Linked DNA regions of Mus musculus: region 1 is linked to region 2. A link is a contact called in public promoter capture Hi-C data. All regions are on one chromosome and are shown on one strand. Each heading gives the region's core, a stretch centred on a gene start, on an enhancer-like site or on the middle of the called end of the contact. The rest is flanking DNA. Distances are from core to core; before and after follow the strand shown. Region 1 holds the start of Prpf40a (pre-mRNA processing factor 40A). Region 2 holds the start of Rnd3 (Rho family GTPase 3).

Evidence for each region. Promoter capture Hi-C pulls out the DNA fragments that hold promoters and counts their contacts.
Region 1: a contact with region 2 is called in a promoter capture Hi-C map of liver, with 3 times the contacts expected there. The contact joins the promoter of Prpf40a here to the promoter of Rnd3 in region 2.

Annotation. Positions count from the first base shown.
Region 1 is chr2:53,186,139-53,193,529 of GRCm38.p6, forward strand. It overlaps Prpf40a (pre-mRNA processing factor 40A), which reads right to left and starts at 5,116. Exons shown (of 26, transcript NM_018785.3): 1 at 4,885-5,116; 2 at 3,831-3,962. The coding sequence starts at 5,094. Arl6ip6 (ADP-ribosylation factor-like 6 interacting protein 6) reads left to right here and starts at 5,946. Exons shown (of 4, transcript NM_022989.4): 1 at 5,946-6,384. The coding sequence starts at 5,985.
Region 2 is chr2:51,147,673-51,154,727 of GRCm38.p6, forward strand. It overlaps Rnd3 (Rho family GTPase 3), which reads right to left and starts at 1,439. Exons shown (of 5, transcript NM_028810.2): 1 at 1,053-1,439; 2 at 552-639. The coding sequence starts at 1,202.

The sequences.
Region 1 (7,391 bases), core at 3,866-6,365, 2.0 Mb after region 2:
AAACATGCATCATTGAATGTTGCTTTGATGTGTATTACAGAAGATCTTTCAAACTTAAAGCTGTGGAATTTAGACACTAGGTCACAGATATACAATACTGGGAATTCTTAAGCAAAGAAATACAATTTACTTTCTATTTTTTGATAGGTGATAGAATTAGCCTTGAAGCAAGAAAACCAGATCAAAAACAGTTTGAGTCTCCAAGGCACGGGATAGGACAACCTGGGTGCTACAGATTTGTGAGTTTGTCTTCTCAGTAATAAAGTTAAGAAAGCCAAATTCATTTCTAAGATGTAACTACTCACTAATGTAATATCAAAAAAAATTACCCCCAAAACAGGAAATTACTTAGGAAGATTTTGACTTCCAAATCAATCCATGAAAGTTTGATAAAGTCAGAAAATTGAACCATGAAGTGTTAATTAACTCTGGAAAGGAGCTCAAGACCTCATCTCATTCTTTCTATAAATCAGAGGAGAGTTACAATCAAGAACAGAGCCAGCTAGGGGCACTCTGTTGGGCAAAAGCAAAGCCAGCTGATTAAAAGTACAAAAAATTTTATGTTCTTGGTGATTTAAAAGCACATACAAAAAGAAAAGGAAAATGGAAAAGAAAATACTTTAAAGACAAAACATGTTTTATTCTGAATGGATATGGAGAAAGACAGCTTTATACACAATCATATTTTAACAGAAATTTCTACTGGAATGTTTTGAATATTGTTACTATGCAAAAAAATTTTTTCAGTAAATATTTAAGAATAAAAAAAGACCCCTCCAAAAACAGTTCCTTCTCTCACATACTATTTAAAGCTCATTTATCTGATTTATTTGTACGGTCCTTTTCAGTAGTATATTCTTTTAATTGTGTAACTGACAAGCATAATTTTCCCCAAAGATATGTGCATCAGGAGGCAATAATTTAACCTATATGATAGGTAATTGAGATAAGCCTGAAAGCAATTATGGTTAAGTTATGCTTGTTATTTCTAGGTATTTGCTAATCGATTCAGCCTGAACTGGAGAAAATGGCACTCTAGTTTATCTTATACATTAAGGGTAGAAAATCGCGAACATATCACTTCTTGAAGTAACTGGCTGCATTTTAACTTTGCAAACCCTTTTTTAACCCTAGATCATTACTGTCTAGTTTGCATACTGTTTTATAAAGAAGCTATACAATGTCTTGTCATATTCAGTAACATTTCAAAGACCACAATAATCTAGCATTTTCTTTATCTTTGGCTGGTCTAAGCCAAGTAACTTAAATGTGGGCAGTGCAGCAGATAACAGGAGGCTGAGCTGTTCCAGGATCCTGGTACATACCAAAATTCACACCTTTTTTTCCCTTGCATTAAAAAAAAAAGCCATAATATGTGCATATATGGACATCTTGTATAATTTAAATCATCTCTGGATGCTACCTAACACAATGTACATGCTATCTCTATAAGTAACTATATAGTTGTTTCACGTGTTAAATGTGACTATGACAAGGCAAAAAGTCTGCTTGTGGTCTGGAAATTGTAATTTATTTTTCATGTACTATAAGCCCATGTTAGATGAAATAATGGCCACAGAATTCTGCAGTTATAAAAGATCAACTATTTTTGAAGATTATAAAGCCCTTAGTCCCGAAAATCTAAAAGTTTTTAACAAACTTTAAAAAAGATGGATGGCAAAACTATACAGGTACCCTGCTTCTTCTCAATTATCTTCTCATTATAATTACTATTAATAATCCAGAGCATATGCAAAGAGAAGAAATGATGCAGGAAAACAATCAGTTCATCATTAAGAAAAGGTACACAGAGCTTTGAGAAAGAATCCTGGAGCCCTTAAGGATTCAGCTTAGCTTTACCATAAGCTAGGACCCATACTCTTAGGTAGGAAGTGGGCACTAGATAATGACCTAATTTTGAGAAAATAACAGCAATTTTCTTGAGACTTTCAGATCTGGTCTCCCAAAGTATTCATTATCCTCACAGAGGAAGAATGCTAAACATTTAAACAGTCAGGTGCACAGAACATATTAGACTAAAAAAAAAATTAATAATAGTAGAAAACCATGAAGCAAAAGTCAAAATATCTGAAGTGTGTAAGTATAAAGTAAACTAATTAGGAATATGGTCACTGGCACAGCTAAAGAGAAGGGGCCACAAAACAAACTGTGACCAGTGTATGCCAATTACTTAAAAAAATAAAGTAAAATCTGCACTGTACTAAAAATGAGTAGCTGGCATCTCAGGACTGCTAGTGCAACAGCACCGGGACAGCAAGGGTAAGCAGGCCAACCCCTTGCAAACTTACCTTGCCTGGCCCAATGGACACAGAAGGCCCCAGAAAAGAGAGAAGCGTCTGGCAGTAGCAAATTGTTTTATTTTATCTTTCTGTGGAAAGAAACTAATTTTAAATAAGAACCAGAGCATTAGAGAATAAATATTTTTTAAAGCTCATTATCTAGTTAGAGCAGCTCTACCAAGAAAACAAGAAGGGTTTTGTGCTGCTTAGAGATGGAAAGATACAGAAAAAGAATCAAGAGTTGTCTCTGCATATCCTAGGGAGTTTTAAAGTATTATTATTCGAGAGTAACAGAGCAAAAGAATCTTTTCTATAAGGAACTCCTGCAGGCAGAATCTTTTCAGTTTGGTGCCTTTGAATACAATTTTCTTATCCAAAATTAAGGGCTATATTCCAAATATAAAAGAAAACCACTTAACACTGAGCCATTCTACTCTTTAAAATAAAAAAAGCAAACAAACAAAAAAACACAAGTTCCTGTTTCCCCCTGTAATTTCACCAGTAACTTTAGCCTTCATTGCTCAAACCATCGTCAAACTCAATAGTACTCATTAGCAAAAGAAAATATACAACTGGCTTTCTAAAATATTCTGCTAATCAAAAATTTCATGACTTATCAAGATATTCAACTGGAATAACCCAGCCCACCTAAGAATCAGTGTATTATATAGAACCTAGCATAGGACAGAACTGTTGATGCACCTCAAGCTCTTGTCTTTCTTGACCACTTCTCTAGAAATTCTACCCGTGTTCCTGAGTCATCTTAAAACCTTTTAATCCAATCACTCCTACGAAAAAACGTCCATTTACGATTTGTGCTAGAGATTCAAGGGGCAACGCACAAGTAGGAGTATAGAAGCAATTATCATTCAAAAATTAAGTAGAAAATGAGCTACCTATTTGGCACTGTCCAGGAAAGAATTAGTAATAGAGCAGAAAATCCCTCCGCACCCCAAACAAGAGGAAGATACTCCAAGAATAAAATTCATTCTACATGAAAACCCCAAGTAACTACTATTTTTCTGATGCTAGGCTTTACACATTCACCACGATTATCTTCTGATATATATTTACTCCTAGACCATTAATAATTATAATGCCTGAAATAAAGTCACTAAGTTAAATAGATTAGATGTATACTCTCACTTTAAATTATTTGCTTGGTTTTCCAGATAGGGTTTCTCTGTCTTGGAACTCAGTCTATAGATCCAGGCTGGCCTTGAACTCAGAGATCTAACTGCCACTGCCTCCCAAGTGCTGGGATCAAAGGCGTGCGCCACCACAGCCGGCTTATTTTTTTTAAAGCTTAATTTTGTTGAGGAAGTCAGTTAATTTTTTCTCATACAGTCTTACTACATTCAAAATTTGGTTACAGACATGAGCAATGTAATGTTTTGTCTTGTTTGAAGACATTACGTGGATATAAACTAACCTTTAAAGGGCTGCAAGTACACCACTGACTTACATCTTAAATACATCTCGACACACTCAAACAAAACTAAGCAAGCCAAAGGGAAAGCGTCTTCTTACTTGTCCCATTGGAGGCCCTCCCATAGGGGGCATCATCTGTGGCATCATTCCATGAGGTACAGGAGGCATGTTTGCTCTCTGACCCATAGGGTGCATGCCCATTGGTGCATAATGCATGCCAGGATGCCCCATCTGAAAAATAATAAAAAGGGAGAGTGAGAGACAGTTAAATGCTTCTTTAAAATGTCATTTCAAAAACAACAACTAAAACCCATCAATTAAGGCACAATATTAAATCACTGTGATTAAATTACAGTATTAGCATATACTGAAGTTAATCTTAATTACACTACAGTGATTATTAGATGGGGCCTGAAAATTTACAAAATAATGGAAAAGTTAAACCCATTAGCGGATTACAACCCCTCTCCAATGACTTAACAAACTGTTAAATGACTGGTCAGACTTGGTGACTATGTATTGAATTCCAACTTAAAAAATTATTACGATGAACACAACTTCCGTCACCTTTATACACATAACCAGCTTATACTACTTAAAATTACATTCATATGGACAAGACCTAAAACAGAGTGCGGGTACCCAAGAGTACTTCACAAATGTTTTAATAGAGTTAAACTGTCCCAGACACTAACAAATTCATGCCGTTTTAGGGAGCTTAAAATATAATACTTCCATTGTTCCTGGCTTGAAACTAAGTATCCGCAGCCAATTCTCCCAACCGAATCCCCCAAGCCCTGCAAATCACCACCACTCCCGGAGAAATAAGACCGCAGCAGCCGCTCCTTAAGTCCCACAGACTTAAGTGTCCCTACTGTAAGTCAAGCCTGGGGCTCTCAGATGCACAGTCCGCCCGGGGCCCAGCACCTTCCTTCTTCCTAAGGCATCTATCTACCTAGGCCAAGACCACTGGCAAGTCCAAGGTCCCACCTATTTCTTTGTGTGTTCCCGCCCTCCATCTCTCCCCCTTGGGACGTAGCCCACCATCTGCAGCTCTCTTCCTGATATGCTCTTCTCCGTTTGGAGAGAGCTTCCTGTTTCTCTGACTCGGTTTTTCATTGTGCCGCTTTCCCCTACCCCGCCGATCCCTTACCGAGGGCCGTCTCCTCAGGAAGCCGTCAGCAGAGACCCAAGAACTGGAGCACAGGTTTGAGCCGGACAATCTCCGCTCCCCGTCCCCGGGACCCCGCGAGGGAGGTTGGCTCTCCATTTCACTCACCATGAGGCCTCCACGCTCGGCTCCAGTCCCCGGCCTCATCGTCGGGCTCAGACTGCTCCGTCGGCGGCCACTGCCGCTGCACATACCAACAAGAAGCGATCTGAGTGGCTGGCGCCCGCCGGGGCCAAAGGGTAAAGGCTGCCCTGAGCTGCGGGGCGGGATCAGCGGGGCCAATAAACTGACAGGCTTCCCTACTGTCCAATCAGAGCGCGAGACCGACAGGCAGCTCTGCGGCGATTCGCCCCCTGCCTCGCTCGGCGTCGCCTGCATGGAGGGGGGGGGAGGGGGGACGGAGGAAGTTTCTGCGTCGAGTGCTCTGCCGGGGAAACTCTACCAACTTCCCCCAGGAAAGGGGACACGGCGGGGACCCAGATTCCCGGGTTCGGGCCACCGCACCCCGTCGGGGGGTGGGGCAGTGGCGTCCAGCCCCTCGCCCTAGTTACGTTCGCCCCACAAACCTGAGGCCACCAGGGGTGGGGTGGGGGTGGGGCGGGGGAAGCGGCACCCGGCGTTAGCGGCCTAGTGCGCGCGCGCGCGGTTGCCCTGGGGAGGGGGTCGTGCCTTTGGGGGTGGGGGGGAGAAACTCGAGAGCTGCGCGCGCGCCCGGCATAGTGAAGGGCGGAGGCGCGAACTGTATCTGGCGGGGAGCGGTAAAGACAGAGATCTCTCGCCCGAGGGAGGAAGCGACTGGCGGTTAGGAAGGCGCGGAACTGCGGTCATGGGGCTCGAGAGGTGCGTGCCCACAGGACCCGAAAGGGTGGAATAAATGAGAGTGTTGTCGCGGCGGGCCATGGGCGCGCGCTCCCACGGCGCCTCCGGAAGCGGAGTCCCCGGGTAACCCGCTCTTGCACTCCCCTACGGTTCTGCGCGCGGTGGTTGGGTCCGCCGACGGCCGTCTCTGATTGGCTGTAGCCGGGGCGGGGCGTGGCGGTGGTGGACAGCCGACCTTCGCGGGACTCTCAGTCTTTCCCGCCATGTCGTTCGTGGAGAGTTGGAGGTTTGCGGGCGCGCGGAGGCGCCGTCAGGTTACCCCAGGCCCTGCGACTCGGCCCGGGTATTCCGACTACACTCAGGGGGACAGCTGGGGTGAGGGCGAAGGCGACGAAGACGAGGGATGCGACCAAGTGGCCCGCGACTTGCGGGCAGAGTTCTCAGCCAGGGCGTCGTCGGAGACCAAGAGGGCCCCGCTACTCCCCCGGGTCGGGGACGGGTCTCCGGTCCTGCCGGATAAGCGCAACGGCATCTTCCCGGCCACTGCGGCCAAGCGAACCCAGGCTCGGCGGTGGCCCATCCAAGCCCTTTCCATTCTCTGTTCGCTGCTGTTCGCCGTCCTCCTTGCTTTCCTTCTCGCCATCGCCTACATGATCGTTAAAGGTATTGAAGCCCAGGCCTTGAAAGGCTGTCCAGCGTAAAGTGCAGCCAGTACATCACACGCCCCCATTCACACTCTCCTCCCAAAGCGTTCCCTCGAGACTGCTATCGTCCCTTTTGTCTTCTCTCCCTAGATGGACGTCCTTGCTCCGTCATGAGACCCATTTAGAAAAGATCTTTGGCTAAATCTACAGTCTTTAATGCCGTAAAGGCATTGAACACTTTGAGTTGAAACAGCAGAGCCCCTTACTTTTAAAAGGATCAAAAAAGTACGTGTAAGAAAGTACTGCTGTACGTCCTAAGGCTGATGTTAAGAGACATGCTGGGTTTGCACTGTTCTCTGAACCTAGGACAAGGATCCCCACCCCCACCCCATCCCAAGTTTCTACTTTTCTCTCTCTCTCTCTCTTTCTTTCTTTTTTTCTTTTTTGAGACAGGGTTTCTCTGTATAGACCTGGCTGTCCTGGAACTCACTTTGTAGACCAAACTGGCTGGCTTTCTTTCTTTCTTTTTTTTTTTTAATATTCTTTTTTAAAAATTTTTATTAGATATTTTCTTCATTTACATTTTAAATGCTATCCTGAAAGCCCCCTATACTCCCCCCCCCCCCGCCCTCTCGCCCTGCCCCCCTACCCACCCACTCCCACTACTTGGCCCTGGCATTCCCCTGTACTGGGGTATATAAAGTTTACAAGACTAAGGGGCCTCTCTTGCCAATGATGGCCGACTAGGCCATCTTTTGATACATATGCAGCTAGAGTCAAGAACTCCGGGGTGCTGGTTAGTTCATATTGCTGTTCCACCTATAGGGTTGCAGTTCCCATTAGCTCCTTGGGTACTTTCTCTAGCTCCTCCATTGGGAGCCCTGTGATCCATCCAATAGCTGACTGTGAGCATCCACTACTGTATTTGCCATGGCCTTGATTTCTGAGTTCAGAAACCCGCCTGCTTCTGCCTCCCAAGTGCTGGGATTAAAGACACATCACCACGGCTTGGCTAAGTTTCTACTT
Region 2 (7,055 bases), core at 189-2,688:
GGTGGCACAGAGGCTGCGGGGGCGGAGGCCCCGCGGTGGCCGCTGCCGGCACCACCAGCGCATTCCTGACAGTAGGCGTCACGGGCGCTGGCTCCGGCCATTCACCCATCTCCCTCAGCCTGGAACACCCCACGCAACCCGGAGGCTTTGGGGATCTTCTCCCAGCTCAGCCTGCGCCCCTGCCCCCAAACCAGATGGCTGGTGACACCCATGAGGGGCTTCCTCCGCGAGCGGGAGGGCTTCCACGCTGCTCTGTATGCTCCAGCACTGGGCCACCCTGGCGGCCCGCTCCGGCACGGCTCCAAGGAAGGACAACACAAGGCCATGCGGCCACCAGAGGCTCCTCCAGCAGGGTCACTCCGGACACCTAGCGTCCTCCTGTCCCCAAGACCACAATCACTCCCATTGCTGCCCCTGCCCAGAAAGGATAACATTTTCCGGCGGCTCGGGACCGGGAAGTCCCTCAAGGAGCCACATTAGCAGACAGGGCACCAGATCCCGAGCCCCCGGGCGCACCGGTTCAGACCGCCACGCGGTGTGCCGAGTCTTACCTGAAGTGTCCCACAGGCTCAACTCTATTCTTTGTGTGTCGATTTCAAAACTGGCAGTGTAATTCTCAAACACCGTAGGGACGTAATTCTGGACGAACGAAAGGGACAGAAGAGGAAGGTGGCAAAGAGATTATTAAAAACACGACCCGTAGATCGAACACTTGAAAAACCACCAAGCCCCCAATTAAAAAACCACCACCACCAACAACCTCACACTCCTTACACAGTAAACACGCAGCCCCCTCCCGAGAGCCCACCCAGGTCTCCCCACCCGGCCTCCCACACTGAAACCAGCAAGTTTCTGGGGCCAAGAGCCCAGGGTGCTGGCGGGTCCCAGCCAAGACCCTTCCAGGACACTTTCGCTTCCCGGCCGTGTGGCGGCAGAGACGGCTGGGCATGAGAAAGATTTTCAAGAAAATCAGTGAAGCAGGAGAAAGGCGCAGTCCTCCAGACCGGGGACCCCACCAGCCGCTCCCCTCAAGACGTGCGGGTCACACTCACTTCTGGGAAGCAGTCCTTGGCGAAGACGTGGAGCAGCGCGGTTTTCCCACACTGGCTGTCGCCCACTACTACTATCTTGCATTTCACGTTCTGATTAGGATCCATGATAGATTTACTGGATAATTTCTGGCTGGCTCTTCTCTCCTTCATTGATGTTGCCTTATTTTCTCTTGGAACAGGAATTTTCTCTTTAGAAGAAAAAATATATATATATATATACTTCTCTCTATAAAAAGCAGATATAAAAATAAATCGCAAGGCCGGCGGGAACCCCTTTAAGCACAGCGGAGTGGAGGAGGAGAGGCAGCGGCTCTTTACTCCTCTCCTACAAGTTTTCTGCCTGACTCCGCGCCTCTCTTCCCAAGTCCAATTCCGATCGGTCTGCTTTGTTTCACGCTCTCCGCGCCGCTTTATACGCCCAGCCTTCCAATCCGCTCCGCTTTCTCAATGAGAGAAGGAAACCGATCCGCCTCCTCCCCTTTTATGGAGCCTGGGAGCCAGCACGGCCGCCCCGTTGGCGGAAAGTGTAAGCAGCGCGCCCTCTAGGGTGGCGTGCAGGATGGCTTGCAGACCCAGGTTCTGGCATAACCTGAAGGTGCCAGGCAGGATTTGCAGATGGGTAGGTTGTTCAGGGCCAGGGTGAGGGGAAGCAGATAATCTGTGCACATGGATTTGCATTGGGATTCCTTTCAAATTGCTTTCCAAGGGGCTCGCCTCCAGAAGCCTCGTCATCATTTGTGAAAATAAAAAAAAAAATTCCCAATCAAATTAATAATACAGAAGTAAATCTTGGAAGGGAAAGGCTAAGTTTTTGTGTTCCCAAACCCATAAAATCATTATCTATCTATCTATCTATCTATCTATCTATCTATCTATCTATCTATCTATCTATCTATCTACCTACCTATCATCTATCTTCTATCTATCTATCTATCTATCTATCTATCTATCTATCTATCTATCTATCTATCTATGTATCTATCTATGTATCTATCTATCTATCTACATATATAGTACATAATAACATAGATGATTTATTTCAAACACTAGAACTCGTTTTCCTTGACCTTTGTAGAGGACTGGCTTTTTAAACTGTCAGATTCAGCTATTCCAGAGAAGGTAGGAGGCTTTGGGGAGTGACATGATAATGTGAATAGGTGCAGGGGCGAGAAAAAAGAGAGATGACAAAAACTATCAGAAACTTGGCCGCAACTGCCACTCTCTCTGTGACAGCTCTAGAACCAGGGGTCTAAGCACTCTTTGCTCCCTTCAGCTGTACCCTCCCTCCTTCACCTAAGAATCAAGGAGTTGGACTTAAAAAGCACACATGCTCATTGTGGAAAATTTAGGGACTCCCCTCCTCCACACACGTACTCCAGTCATTCCAAGTCTCCCTTTCAACAAGTCTTAGAAGAGACAGACAAGACTGTGTTTGTTCTCTTGTCTTCTGAGAACAGTGTCTTCATTGCCAGTCACCCCGACAGCCAGGAAGCGTCAGTTATTAAATTTGTAGTGAAGGTGTCTGGGAAGAAAGTTCAGCCTGTGAAGGGCTTGGTCAAGTGCGACTTGAATTTCACCACCAGCACCCATATAAGGAGGCACTCCTGAGACAGACCCAGAGGATCCGTGGGGCTTGCTAGCCAGCCAATCCAGTCAAATTGAGGAACTCAGGATTCAGTGAGAGGCCATGACTCAAAGATAATGTAGATAGAAATTGAGGAAGATAAACAACCTCTGGCTTCCACACATATACTAAACACATACATATAAGTACTTACACATACACACACAACCCTTTAAGGAAAGTATAGTGACTGAATATGTAGTGAATTACTAGAATCATGAAATCACAGGACCTAGAATGCTATCTTACTTCTTTCAGACTCGAGAACCTTGAAGTCGTCCCCTAAAGACAGTCCTGAATCTATCTTTGGGGATAGGTGTGTTTTACACAGGCTGACCATGGAAAGGGCAGAGCTGGCCGAGGTCATATGTCTGCATTTGCCAAAATTTGCTTGGCAGAGCTTTATTCGTTTGCCCCAATATCATCTCTTAAAGTCTTAGGTTGCACTGTCATGTCACAGAGGGAAAAGTATCCTATGTGAACTTCATAGAGTTTACCCTAGCATTTCCCTAGTCTTCCTAGTGCGGGAAATGCTCCTCAAGCTGTTTGTGTGGTCGAGGGAGATTGGGCAGAGCAGTGGGGGCTTTCAGACAAAGATGCATTTAGGCCATGAGCTTCACAGCTTCTGGCTAAGTGACACTGGAGTAGTCATTTCATCTCTGTAAGCCTTAGCTTTATCTTCTTTAAAATAGGTTTCATGAAGACATTGGTAAGAAGATGACAATGGCGCCTGCCTGTACTTGGTATTTCCCTGTAGCTCCCACTTGCTTGCCCAGAACCAAGTCTCATGTCTGGGTGAATCCTGGATTCATTAGTCGACTTACTAATAAGAAGTGGGCACATTTTTGTTCTCTCTCTCTCTCTCTCTCTCTCTCTCTCTCTCTCTCTCTCTCTCTCTCTCTCTCTCTTTCTCTTTTTTAACCTATGACACTTCCCCTTCCAGAGAGATGACTTGGCCTGCCACATTCCTGAATTGATATAGTTTATATGGTCAAAGTCACCTTACCTACAATTAATTATTAGTTATTTTGAGTTGACTTGTTAATGAACTGGACATCAGATAATTTATCATCTAAGCTATATCTGAGCACCAAATAAGACACCGCCAATGATCTGGCAGGCCTCCAGGCTTAAAGGAGTTTACTCCTTGCTAATAGTAGTATAGTCACTTCCCCAGGGATTGCTCTGGAATTATAGTGGATAGATATTTTTAGAAACCAGGTGACCTGAATCTCCAGAAATTTGCCAGCTGCTAAGTGAAATGTAATAGACATGTGACTGAGTAGCAAATCAACTTCCTGAAGCCACCAGCACTTCTAGGAAATGAATTCTTTCTTTTGTCTTTTGAATGTACTTTTAACACCTAAACATTTAGTTTAGTAATTATTTATTAGGTGCCTGCTATATGCCAGGCACTGTTCTAGGAGCCTCAAATAGGGCAATAAACATGAAATTTTCTTTCTGCTCCCAGAGAATACATTTTAGACAGTGCTCAATAAAATATAAGGAAGAGAGTACACAAATCAGACTGAATGTGCTGAGCTCTGTAATGCAAACCAGGATTCTGTGAGAAAGCAAAGTTTAGTGGTGCTTTCTCAGTGTGTCTCCGTGGAGATGGATTCCTTGAGAGGAGGAGGGGGAGGAGGAGGAGGAGGAAGAGGAAGAGGAGGAGAGGAGGAGGAGGAGGGAGAGGAGGAGGAGGAGGAGGAGGAGGAGGAGAAATCAGCCATAAGCAGGCCTTACAGCAGGCTGTTCCAGGCAGGAACAGACAACAGGAAGGTCAGATGGAGGGAAAGTGTTTGGCAGCCTTGAGGAACAGAAGGAGGGCCAGACTGAGGCCCACTGAAGGGAAGCATCAGGAGAGGGAGACACCAGGAAGAGCAGGGGCTGGGTAACCAGTCTTAGAATCTGGACTTTTCTGGGAAGGGTCACATGAAACCAGTCACAGAAGGGCATATATCAGGGTCATAGCATGATTGTATGAATGAACAAGGAGGCAAACAGATGACTCTGGACCTGGGTCTGGATCTGGGTCTGCACTTTTCTGTAGCTTGGCTTCCTGGATGAAGCCTCATCTTAACTGAGAATATTGGACACAAACACACCTTAAGCCCTAGACAACGTAAAGATGCTAGAATGCAAAGAAATGTTTCCCTGGAGACACAGAATCACCCCATTGAGGGCATCATCTATGGCCTAATGGCCTTCCTTGTGCGGTGCTCCTTGTTAGTATTTCTTTGTCTTCTCGTGGCTCTTTCTTACTTGCTAAACCATGAAGGTTAAGAAAGGGGAAAATAAGCAGCAAGAACGTCTGTACGGTTTTGTTAATTGTGCAAATATTCAGTTGCTCTAAATGGTTTTAACGGAAACATTATTTCTTTCTCTTGTGACAAACCCTTTCATACTGGGGAGAGGGGCCATCCTCCTTCCATAGCCAATGCATCCCTTTTCACGACAATAAAAGATGATTTGATAACAGTATAAAGAGTGGATGTAGATTCTGTATCTAGGGGCAGCACAGATAAACAACAGTTCTGTGTCCTTCCTTCCTTCCTTCCTTCCTTCCTTCCTTCCTTCCTTCCTTCCTTCCTTCCTTCCTTCCTTCCTTCCTTCCTTCCTTCCTTCCTTCCTTCCTTTCTTTCTTTCTTTCTTTCTTTCTTTCTTTCTTTCTTTCTTTCTTTCTTTCTTTCTTTCTTTCTTTCTTTCTTTCTTGTTTTAAGGCATTTATTGTAAAAAGGCAGAGAGAGGGAGAAGTGTAGGGAATTAGAGAAGTAGAGGGCGACCATGGCCATGTGGAAAGGGAGGAGAAGGGAAGGTGGAGGGGGGAGCAAGGGAGCAAGAAAATAAGAGGTAAGAGAGCAAGAGCTCTGTGCTGTTCTATGAGGAACTCCCACTTTAATTCTGACTTTCCCACTCTACATATGGTCTGACCTTGGACAATCTCTGAGTTCTTTTTCTTCCTTACAGGAAATGAGGTATCATTATTTCACTTCTTTACATTGCACAATAAGGTTGCTTAGAAAATTGTGGGTCTACACTTTAAGACGTTACTGCTTAGAAACACACGGCAGCTCACCCTGTGCCACATTCCAAGTTTACTATGTCCACAGATAGCTCACACAGGTATGCCCACAGTGTGATAAATCCTAATCCTAATGGTTTACACAGGTCACCTGTCTGTCTTCCATCGCCAGCAGATGTGTTTGAAACCCGAGTGCCCCGTGTGGGGAAGGCACAGGTCACCAGCAGGTGTAACCCAGGAGCAGAGAGAAATTTGACATCAAAACAAGAAAAGGAGCAGGGTGCCCTCAAAGACATTATGTCAGAAAATATGGACATGACTCATAGGCATGCTCTCTGAGAGCCTAACAAGGCGATGGATAGCAAATAGCTTCCAAGTTGTGGAGAGTGAGGGCCACAGCCTAAACACGGACTTTTCTATACTGAGAAGTGTTGACTTCATTGGTGTCTCTAGTGGGGTAGTCTGTCAGAGGGTGCTCTCTGTACTAGTTCCACACATTAACAACAGAGGAGCATTTGTTTGTGTTTTTTTGTTTTCTGTAAAAAAAAAATGCTATTCAATAGGCTAAACCTGCTCTTGGGGAAGAATATGTTCCTACGGAAAGGAATGTTTTTATTTAATTATCTTCTTAAGAGTTTGCCTATGTGCCGTAGCTAAGGGCATTGGTCAGGTTTCTGGCTGTGTGGTAAGAATACTCCAGTCTGGGTAGAAGTAACTGGTCTTGTTTGTGCCCAGTAATGCTAATACAATTACCAGTACCAGGTGGACTTAGGCTTCTCTGTAGCCAACAGAAAGCACTGCCCTGTGAATCTGCATGATCGGCCAATCTGTCATCCTTTTCTCTGTTCATAACACAGTTGAGAAAGAATATCTTGCCTTCTATAGTGTCCCACAACATATATATTTTGGTCTATCAATTTTAGGGCACATATAATCCTTTGCAACGGGCCTCTTTTTAAAAGTTTTCAATTGTTTGATGCCATTTTCTCTACTTTAGTATTTCCCAGAAAAAGCAAACAGGCAGCAGATTACTACAGAATCATCACACTGGGTGACTGCTTAATTTGCCACGTATTCAACTATACTTTGTATTAGTTGGTAAACAGAGTATGAAGAATATATTTGAGAATGACTTTCAGGAGAAGACATTTTTTTTTCTTGTGTTTTTTTGTTTGTTTGTTTGTTCTTGGTTATTTTGTTTTGTTTTGGTTTTGATTGCTCTCTTTTGAGAAGTGCATGCAGTTAGTTCTAGAGAAATATCTTTTTGGATGTTTTAGGTACAGCCAGAGGAAAGCGAAGTCTTTATTGTGAACAGATCAGATCACCTCTCAACACTGCTGGAGCTTCACTGCCAGTG